Linked DNA regions of Capsicum annuum: region 1 is linked to region 2. Evidence: chromatin contacts called from public Hi-C data. All regions are on one chromosome and are shown on one strand. Each heading gives the region's core, a stretch centred on a gene start, on an enhancer-like site or on the middle of the called end of the contact. The rest is flanking DNA. Distances are from core to core; before and after follow the strand shown. Region 1 holds the start of LOC107873343. Region 2 holds the start of LOC107873209 (phosphoinositide phospholipase C 2).

What was found. A called contact is a pair of places that touch in the nucleus more often than the background predicts.
Region 1: a contact with region 2 is called in a Hi-C map of leaf, with 2.3 times the contacts expected there. The contact joins the promoter of LOC107873343 here to the promoter of LOC107873209 in region 2. A contact is called at or near these places in 2 of 5 Hi-C or Micro-C datasets (leaf and placenta).

The regions. Positions count from the first base shown.
Region 1 is chr6:91,149,445-91,155,051 of UCD10Xv1.1, reverse strand. It overlaps LOC107873343, which reads right to left and starts at 3,408. Exons shown (of 8, transcript XM_016720153.2): 1 at 2,914-3,408; 2 at 1,644-2,445; 3 at 1,102-1,381. The coding sequence starts at 3,178.
Region 2 is chr6:90,755,733-90,761,235 of UCD10Xv1.1, reverse strand. LOC107873209 (phosphoinositide phospholipase C 2) reads left to right here and starts at 2,852. Exons shown (of 10, transcript XM_047414811.1): 1 at 2,852-3,274; 2 at 3,851-4,047. The coding sequence starts at 2,972.

The sequences.
Region 1 (5,607 bases), core at 2,159-4,658, 390 kb before region 2:
TCACAAGGAAAACCAAATTACTTCCATTCTCCTTTCCTATACGGTTCTTTTTAATGCGATGTGCAATTTGAAAAGCAATCCTGCTAAAAGTTAACTGAGAAGTTACTGAAAGGTCATCAATATGTACAGAGAAAATAAGCTCCTGTCAAAAGAACAATAAAAAGCATAACGTCGAAGCTTCAACATTGTGTTACACATAAGAACAAGTGTAATATATGAACTTTTAGCTACATTTCATTTTATGTGACCTTGTTTGACGGTGAACGAAGTTCAAGAAAGAAATGAACATTTTTTAACCTTGTGGTCTTGAACATGCTATAACATTTGTGTCCCAATAAGATGTTTAAAACTTGTGATTTTAAACATGCCATAACGTTAACGTGGATTTAAAAGTTCGTTATAAAGGGCAAAATGAAAAGCCAAAGTTAAATCATTTTCAAATTTAGAAAGAGGTCATTCTTTTTGGAACAAAGGGAGTATTATAGTTCACAGTATTGACCTGTCAACATAATCCAAAAAAAAAAAAACAACTCTGTGTTGATTTCACAAATGAGTTAATTATTTTAAGTGACCAGTGGAAACATCTCCTTGACAACCCTTTCCAGATTATATGATATTAAGAAGATTAATGACGATCCTAAATTTAGGGGAGATACATGAGAAGATGGCATGGATTGAGTTCCAGAGGATACTTTACATACCAAATAGAGAGAGAGGAGGTCCACACTAAACACCATACAGACATTATCCTTTGTAAAGAATAAGGACAACCTTTAACTATCACTTTGTAGCCAGCAAGTTTGAGTTCAAATATCGAGATGACTATTAGTGCTAACAACATAAATTCCATGATGGAAAGAGATTTCTTGTGAAAAGTATTCCCGTAAATCTACCACCAAAACCTCTACTGCATATTTAGATTGGTCGATAAATTTATAGTTGTCCTTTATACGCACATCTCCCTTGTATCAAAAGCAGAAAAATGGTAACTTGATGCTGCTTGTCTTGTTCATTTAGAGGTTGGAGGATCAATTTTCAGCTCTTAATAAACCTCGATTCAAAGCAAAGGACTCGGAAGAACATACATTTTCTCAAGAATACCTGATGGTAGAAGTAATCATATAATCGCAGTATATGGTGCTCATCACAAGGATCATTCTTGTTCACAAACTTTAGAAGCTTAATCTCATCTAAACTTTGATCAAAGAAGTCCTTGTCATTCTTTATAATCTTCAAGCAAACGTCTACTCCAGTGTGCATATCATGAGCCTGAATGACTTTGCTGAATGCAGCTGAACCAAGATATTCTGTTACATAGTATCTGCCGGCGATAATACTATTTAGAATAATAGGAAGTTCCTTGCTCTCCTCAAACCCAGTCCTGTGGATGGCAGAACAAATGAGTACAAAGTATTGTTCGCAACAAATGATTCGGCAAGAAACAAGATCAATATCTCCATTAAATTTTAAAACAACTTTGGTGCCCGGACGAAATGCTGGAATGAGATCTTGATGTGATATGCATGTCGAACATGTATCTATTATTAATGAAACATTCTCAAGTCCTATACACATACAGATTCTTTTTTTCTCACTCATTGATATTGGACTTACACTTTGGAGGTAGCGATGTGCAAACAAACCTGTTTTTCCTGTGTATGATTCTCAGATTAAATACTTCAAACTCATTTTCGCCTTCAAACATCAAAAGCTCATCTGAAGTAGCACCTCCCTCTTCATCTGCTGCCTCATCGGGTTCACTGCCTTCCAGAGCCTCCAATCTATCATCTTTTGGTTCATAGTCTCCATGTACATATGAATGGTAAACTTCATCAACAGCCTTAGGTTGAAGGTCAAGGGTACCCTTGTGATCTCCAATCCAGTTAGTATTGCAACTTGTTTCAATGAAATAGTTGTTTCCAACATCAGTTTTCCTCCCTCTGGGTGGGTCGTACTGCAAATAGTTAGCCTCAGTTAAGTTGATATCCATGTTGTCAAGATCGCCACCATAAATATCTTTTGGCCCCTTGCAACAAGCACAAAGTGGAGATGAACAGGTAAATTCACACATTCCACCTTCCCCTACAAGGTGCTTTTGTTTATCCAGATGATAGTAATCTTTCAGGCCTTCATCTAATTGGCCATTATGATCGGTGGCTATTGGCCATCTTTCTGCTTTATATTCCCAATTGGGACTAGTGACATTCTGTCTATCAGATGCTTCGATCATCACAAACTTGTCCTCACTAGGGGCCCCCACACCTTCTGAGCTTCCAAAGTAAGGTGGAATGGGAAAATCTTCATCTTTCTCCCTGTACCAGAACAGGTCATTTTGCATATCAAAATCATGGTAATCTCTTGCAGTACCAAATTGAGATAACCCATCAGATGATGATTGAGAACTGGAAACGGCTGTAGTACGAATTCCATATGGATTTGTAAATTCTGCACCAGATAAAACAGGATAAACCTAAACAACATGCAGAAAAGACAAAAACCAAAGGGAAGAATCACAAAGTGTAGACCAGAAGTAGCATAATACAAGATGATCAGTTCTTGAGTCACGTTAATCTAGAAAATTTAGTACTGGTACACCAGAATCTTAAAATAGTTTGCCAAGATAGAGTAACTACAAGAAATTAGAGAATAAATGACAATATTCCATATCTGTCAGTTCTACTTTCCAGGGACAGGTATTCTAAAATAGTACTTACCATTACATCGATTGTCATACTTACTATTAAACTCTGAATTGGTATGTTGCATTTTAGCTTTTGTACATTCCACAAAGCAGTAAAAGAAATTTCCAGAAACAGAATCAGAATCAAGGAATGGTCCATCCGACAATAATCTGAAGAAATACATCAATGGTTGTTCAAAGTATTACACAGTAAAAAAAAATAGGAACTTTACCAGATGAGCAGAAACCGGTGGCAGAAGAGGCCAAGCTGACAAATTCGTCGTCAGAAGAGACAGAGCTGGAATGATTCTTAGCAGAAATCAGGGAAGGAATGTTAAGAAGAGGAGGGGGGGGAATCATAGGGAATAGAAATCTTTCATAATCCAAAGAACCCAATTCGGATTTGTCCATGATATCTTCTATAAGAGCCGATTCAGATTCTGAGAAGCCATTATTCTTCAAAAATTCCAGTACTTGTTTAATATCAGAAACAGCCATAGAAGAAGAACAAGAAGAGAAAGTCTAATACATATATTAAGGAGAGTAGTGTAAGTGGAGAAGAGGTGGGTTCATGGGAATGAAGTGAAAGAGGGTCAAAAGTGGGAATACCGAGTTGGGTTTTGCATGTTAGAAAAAGAAAAGTGATCGACTTTCTGCTTTTCCTTCCTTTTCCTTTTTGTTTGTCTGCTGTAAAACTCAAGCCAACGGCAGCACAAGGAAACGAAAGATATCTTACCAACTTTGACAAGTATAATGTAAGCTGTTGGAAGTGGGGTCCGCTCAGCGAAACAACGATTTCTCCTCTCTTTTTTTTCCTTTCTCATCTGTGGATTAAATTATTTACTGTGAGATAAGAAAATAAGAATTTAAATAGTCCTTGCCACGTTGTACACACAAATAATGTCAGGGTAAGACTAGACATCAAGATGAACTAAACCGGTCAAACAGGGCGGGCTGGCCCATTCCTGGCCCGTTTAGCCCTGCCCGGTTGATCCACAGTGAGCTCCTGGGCTGCTGGTTCCAAGCTGAATTTTTTTGGCGGGCACGATTAACCCGGACCAAGCCTGCCTATTAATCGGCCTGGCCCGATCCAGCTCAATTTGCTTTTTTTTATTTTGCAAAAATTTGATCGTTGGGCCCAATAACTTTATAACCGTTTGGAGCAGCCAATGGCCGTATGGCCCAAAAATTTGATCGTTGGGCCCAATAACTTTATAGCCGTTTGGAGCAGCCAACGGCCGTATGGCCCAAAGTATTAAAAGAAAGTTTTTTTATTCAATTATTTTTTAATTTCAAAAAAAATTATATAAATACCTTACACTTTTAAATCATTTTCCACGTAATTCCCATTCTCTCAAATCTAATTCTCTCTCAAATATTTTAATTATCTCCTAAAGTGCTCAATTTTATTTTTTAATTTTGCGATTACAAATACAAGTGGAAGTTCTCTAAAATCGCAACTTTTGAATACTTCCAAAATTTGGTATTGTCGTTCCATCTCTTACCTTTAATTTTTAATTATCGTATTAATCGTTGAATATTTATTTTTATTATTTGTGTATATTTGAAATATTTTTTAGTTTATTTTTTAATATGGATAAAATAAGAAACCTATGTAAAAGTGACAAAAAATTTTGTCCCGAAAGTGATAGTGGTAGTAAAAAATAAATTGGTGGCGGTTTTGGTAGAGGAAGTTCAAGTAATAGATATACCCGTGTGTCTTCGGTACTGGTTAGTCAACCTTTTGAGGAAAAATAGGTGTAGGTGCTCACGATATGAATTATGCAGAAGCTCAAAAAAATTATGGTTTAGAAGAAGAAAATGAAGTGGATGCGGTTAATTTAGATGAAGATGATGATAATACTGGTGAGACACCTACAGTAGGAAATGCTAATGTTAGATCTGAATCGGTTAATCGTCCTCCTCGTGCCTCAAGAGGTCGTAGAAAAACTAGTATTGCATGAAAATTTTTTTGAAAATAGAAGGAGAAAGTAAGGTGCAATGCAATAGTTGTGAAATTATATATGAGTATAAAATCGAAGGCACTAAAGGGGGTATGGGTTCGTTGATGAGACATTAAGAGATAGACACGCTAGAGAATTATTTATTGCACAAGGTGATGAGGCTGTTGGTGGGCCAACACAAATTAGATTGAACCCAACAAGCGGTCAATTAATTAAGAATTATAATAAAATGAACGATCGGAAAGAAATAGCGAAAATGATAGTTGTGGGCTGTTTGCCTTTCACTTTTGCTTCTTCGGATGCTTTTATTCATTATATTCAAGCAATTTATAATCCTATGTTTAATGGTATTTCTAGAAGTACTTGTCGGACCGATATTTTTAGACTTCATACACAATATGTTTATTATTTATCTACATTATTGAAAAATATTCAATGTAGAATTGCTCTAACTTCTGATCTTGATCGTGCCGTTAATAAAAATGATTATTTAACCATTACTTGTCACTGGATAGATAGTAATTTTTTTATGCAAAAACGTATTCTATCTTTTTTGTATGAAGAAGATCGTAGACATACTGGAATTTTTTTCGGAATCTATTACTAAAATCGCAAAATATTATGGTATTGAAAGAAAATTTTTATGTATTGCTTTTGATAATGCATCTAACAACAAGGTTGTTATTGACAAGTTAAAAGCTGAACTTTCTTCGCCGTACCTAAAACTTTTCATGTTAAGTGTGCTTGTCATATATATAATTTAATTGTAAAAGATGGTCTTGAATTTTTTGAGCTTTATATTGAAAAACTTCACCTTGCTATTGGCTTCATTCAAGGAAATAATCGAAGAGGTAGAGTGAAAGAATTTAAGATTAAATGTGAACAAAATGGACTTAGACCGATATTAATGCCTGAAGAATGTGATACTAGATGGAATGCTACTTATACTTATTTTAAAACTTG
Region 2 (5,503 bases), core at 1,603-4,102:
AGTACATATGATGCATGTTCAATATGGAAAGTTCAAAGAAATACCCATTTATCCATATGCGATCAGTCTTTGTTTGATGATCACATACTCGTCCGTAAAATTTTGCAGAGAGTAGCCATTTCCCATTCATGTGGGGGATTTTTGAGTTCAATTATTGTGAATGAAAAATGAAAAGTTGCTTGAAAGGGCCATAACTCTTCGAGTAAAAAACACACTATTTTGAGAAAAGGTATGGCTGTTTGGATGGTTGTGGCTGTTCGAAAAAAGAAACACTCTTTCGAATGAACAGACATGACTGTACAGAAAGGATACACATTTTCGGTGAATCATTACCACTTTTACAGTGAACCATTGCCACCTTTCCAGTGAACCATTACCACCTTTCAGAAGGGGCACCTAATGGCTATATAAAACTGCATTTTTCCACAGTTTAGGTATAAATTTTTATGCAATAAAATACTTATTCTTTTCTGAAATACTCAGTGTGATCATCTAATCATTGAGTGAGTTTGATGAGAATCTGATCGTTTGAGGTACCACTACAGTCAGATTGTTAGGCCATTTTATCCTGGGAGAAAAATTCCATAAACTCGGGTACTTAAGGGAAATTATTTCCTTAAGGACACACCATTAAGTCGGGGGGCTTGGCCTTATTCTATTTCATCTAATTTTCTTTAAAAACACACTTCTTTGAAATGTCTTTTTGATCTTGTGTTGAGGGTGTTACTTAACTTCATAAGTTTTCTTGTTTTATACTTGAACTTGTGTTGAAGTTGTTATTGTCAAAATATAGATTCTTGTGTACCCGTAAAACAACACCTCTAACACACAAGAGGTCCACAACATCAACTTTTTCCTCTTCATTCATATGGCGTTCCACAAGTTGTAAGCCTTATTTTGATGCTCTTCTAAGGTTTCTAAGGCCTCCTTGTTCATGAACAAAGCTTGTAATTTCTGAAGTTTCTTGGCTTGATTCCAAGTGAAACTTCTTGTAGGAGTTGTGCTTGGTGATACCGTATCAAATGTAAACACATTTTTCACACTCATTGACCTTAAACCGATTTACCAACATTATTTGTCAAACTTTGCATGCCATTAGTTAGGTGCTTATTTTAGTCCACAAAGTGATTTAACAAGTTTGCACACTTTTCTCTCTTTTTCAGGAACTATAGTACCCTGGGGTTGTTCCATTTAAATTTTTTTCTCCAACTCTCCATTTTTGAAAGTTGTTTTCACAACCATTTAATAGATTTTAAGATCATATACTTCCGCTAGTGCTACTAACATCTGAATGAATGTTACTCTTGTTAATTTATGTCAAATTAATCAAGACCTTTCTTTTATTTGTATCCCTTAACAACAAGTCTTGCTTTATATTTATTAATGACTCCATAAACTTTTTTTTTAAAGATATATTTTGATCCTAAAGGTTTATTTCTAGGAGGAAGATCGATTAATTTCCAAATATGGTTATTTAAGATTGATTCAATCTCACAATTGACTGCCTCTTTTAAAAATGATGAGTCTACAAAAGAAATGACTTTTAGAAATGTTTGATGCTTATTTTTTAGTAGAAATATCACAAAATCTGATCCAAAAGAAGTAAGGTCTTTTGACATTTACTATATTTTGAGTTCTCTTCATTAATTGTGTTCTCTTTTGGTTCTTCCCGAGGTCGTTTAGATAATTCGTTAGTCGACGTATATTTAGTTTTATAAAAATAAATGCAGTTAAAGAATTTAGCATTATCTGATAATATTATCTTGATTATCATGTGTTCATTATTTTGCTAACTAGATTTTTGTTTTGCGGGTAACTTTCAGTTTAATCATTTTTAGGATATAACTAGTGAAGAAAAGAAAATAATCAATTTGGACAAGATTGGTACACCTCAAATAGGAAGAAAATCATCAAATTGACAGCTATAGCACTAAGATCAAATGCAAATAACTTGATGCATGTCATATACTTTCAAAAGGAAGCTAACAGGATCTAGTATAGATATTACTACTTTAGCAAGTACTAAGGTCTGATGTAAATTTCTTCAGTCTCTTTATATTTAATTTTTTTTTCATAAAACTCAAGTACTTATAAATATAAATAACTTTGCAGTATTTTTAGTATGAAAATTGTCATGTCCAATAATAAATATATAGTGTATATTTATGATATTATTAGTGTTGTTGGAAGTTTTTTCGTTGCATCAAATTATCATAATTATTTTATTTTTTTCTGTTCAATCTATTTTTTGATATATATAAAAACTGAAAAGATGAATAAAATTTCACATCAAAGCTCAAATTGGCTAAAGCGACCAAATAGTTATCTTTTTTGGACTTTGATAATAGCAACACATCTATTCTCAAAGTGATAAGTGGCATCCGTAACCTCTAAATCCTGAATTCGACTCTAGAAAAGTTTGAAAAAAATTTATAGCTAATTTCAACCACTAACATGAATTGGATAATGAAACAAGTGTGAGGCACTTTAATATACTATTATTAATAGTAACATGCTCACAAATCCAATATTTCACATTTGACTTTTATCATTTTTTATGCTCTCAACCAAATCGAACTATAGAAATAAAGTAAATTTCATATTGAAAATGTCTCCATCAGTAAATCGGATAACTACATACATTATCATAAGCCGATCAAACGAGAAAACTAAGCATGTGGCCACGAAAACTAGGAATATATGAAAGTTTATATTTAGTAAATGACAACAAATAACAACTTGTGTATGTGTTAAATGTTGAATGGCCAACTTGTGGCACTTTGAATAATTCAACCGTATTTGTTTTCTTTATTAACTTTCGACACCTTATTAAATAAATTAATTATTAATACAATATATAAACTAGTCAAAGTTTGTTTAAAAAATAAAATAGTTTGCACGACGATCAGATCCTTGTTGTCTGTCTGCCTAAGCTTAAACTATTGCATGAAAAATCTGGAATTGGTTAAAAATGTCTAAACAGACATACAAAGTGGGATTCTTTTTCCGCCGGCAGTTCACCATGGCAGCTGCGGAAGCTCCGGCGGACATTAAGAACATATTCAATCGTTACTCGGACGAATGTGGAGTGATGAGCGTGGAGAAGCTTCATCATTTTTTGATTGAGGTTCAGAAGGAAAAAAATGCAAGCTTAGAGGACGCTCAAATCATTATCAATAACCATGGAGATCCCAAGCACACAGGCCTCCACCTTGATGCCTTCTTCAAGTCTCTCTTTTCTGATATTAATCCTCCTATCGATCCTAAACTTGGGGTACTAATTTTATTTCGTGAATATTATTATATTGTGTCTTACTTAAAACATTTTAAAGTCTATCTTTTTTCCACCAAACTGTCAGATTTCTTTACCAAATACACTAATTTCAATCAAATAGTTAGACTTTGAGACCAACCAGATAAATATATCATCATCTTACCAATGTTCCAAATCTTTTCCAATTACTATATTGTTGTTGTCTTTCAGATACTGCAAAAATAATTTATATGAGCACACCTTTCTCAAATTATATGACTCTCTTTCTAATTTAGATGTTATAAAGTATCTGACACCACTCTATTTGGGTACAACTCTCATAACTTTCTAGAATTCAAGTTTATTATACTGTTCAAATTTTTACATTGTTGTTCTGTTTTTCTCCTTCAATTTTACTTATTAATATGTAATTCAATTAATATAAACTCTTAATAAAGTCAAACACTATCATATAAATAAATAGGATGGTGTAGTATTTCAAAGTTCATGTACGTTTAATGTCAAACTTCATAAAGGAGTATTTCAGATGTAGTCTTCTTGTTGATAGATTCACTAATGTTCCTCTTTGGATTCCAGATTCACCATGATATGACTGCACCTTTATCTCATTACTACATATACACTGGCCATAATTCATATCTAACTGGGAATCAACTGAGTAGCGATTGCAGTGTTGTCCCCATAATACAAGCTCTTCAGAGAGGTGTCAGAGTAATTGAATTGGATATTTGGCCAAATTCAGACAAAGATGATATAGATGTTCTACATGGAAGGTGTGCACTAATATATGAATGTTCTATTTTATAATGACCCCTAGCTTTGTATATAAAAGATGTGCTGTCATATGAATATTGTCAAGTAAATTGGCTTGGTGAATATTTCTTAGTGACAAATAAAGAACTAGACTCTGAAACTTTGAAGCAACTTTCCTTTCGTTCGCACTTTCATCTATTGTTTCACTAGTAATCGGTTCCTATGAGCTAAAACCTCGAAAATAAACTTATGCTTTTGTGCATAATTTACATGCATATCTGTACTTTATATTATATAAACATGCTATGCATTTCTACACATATTTACATGTATACTAAGCACTAAATTAAGAATGTTGCATTTGTCACAACTGATTTAGACCTGGAGTGTAACACTACAGCTGACATGAAAGTGGATAAGTTCTACTAGCTAAATCCATATTATGAGTGTGCTAAAGTATAGGTATCTTGTTACTTTTATTAATGAACTTTTTTCTCTTTTAATATTTGGGAGTAAATTTGCATTTCAAGACTTCATATAAAACATAACATCTCTAGATTGAGATATTACTAAGGTACTAGATTTTTCCATAAAATAATTAGATGAGGTTTGAGGAAATTATTTTAGGAGTGAAGTGTTAAGAGATAATTAATCAAAATAAAAGTGTGCAGGTCTCCAAGTATATTGCAAAACTTTTAAAATAGGCGATTAACACACTCTAACTGAAAGGGCCTAAATGTCCATCTTGTTGGCACCATTTTAGAGTGTGCCATGTCTGAGGAAAAAGGGACATGTGGTTGTTTTATAAAATGAAGCGATCAAACTGAACCTGCTGAACTTGTATTGACCAGACACCCAACATTCACTAGTAGATATTACTGTTGAATAGATAAATTAGAGACGCAATGGCCATGGAGATATCTACCCACTGACTAGATTATGAAAAAAATCTGATATCATGTTTATATCTGAGTTAAATGGTGAAAGAAAGTCTAATGGGGATTACATTCAATCTAATGTGAGCAAAAGTATGTTTATTCATTGTCTGCTTGCACGGCAAATGGTTGGCATCATTTTGAATCCTCATCAATATAAGGCAGTTGGGAAGGCAAAAAAGGCCTACTATGTTAACAAGAAGGCAAGAGGAGATTGGGGTTGGCTCTGATATGTTAACAAGAAAGCAAGAGCAGATTTGTGGTGAAGTAAAGTGGAAATGGAAGCATTTCATTCTTGTGACATGGTGCAATCCAAATGCAGCGATTATAGGATGATCGTGTATGCATTTTCATTTAAAAAATAGCTCGATGATGTTTTAAGGATTATTACACATGAGAAGAGATTAAACATAAAGCAGTCAGCATAGATGTAAAGGAATACATTCAAAATTACATGTTGGATCCTAACGTTTCATGAGAGTTAGAAAAAAGACAAATTTTTCCCTTAAATACTTGTATGATAATTAACTACATGGCATTT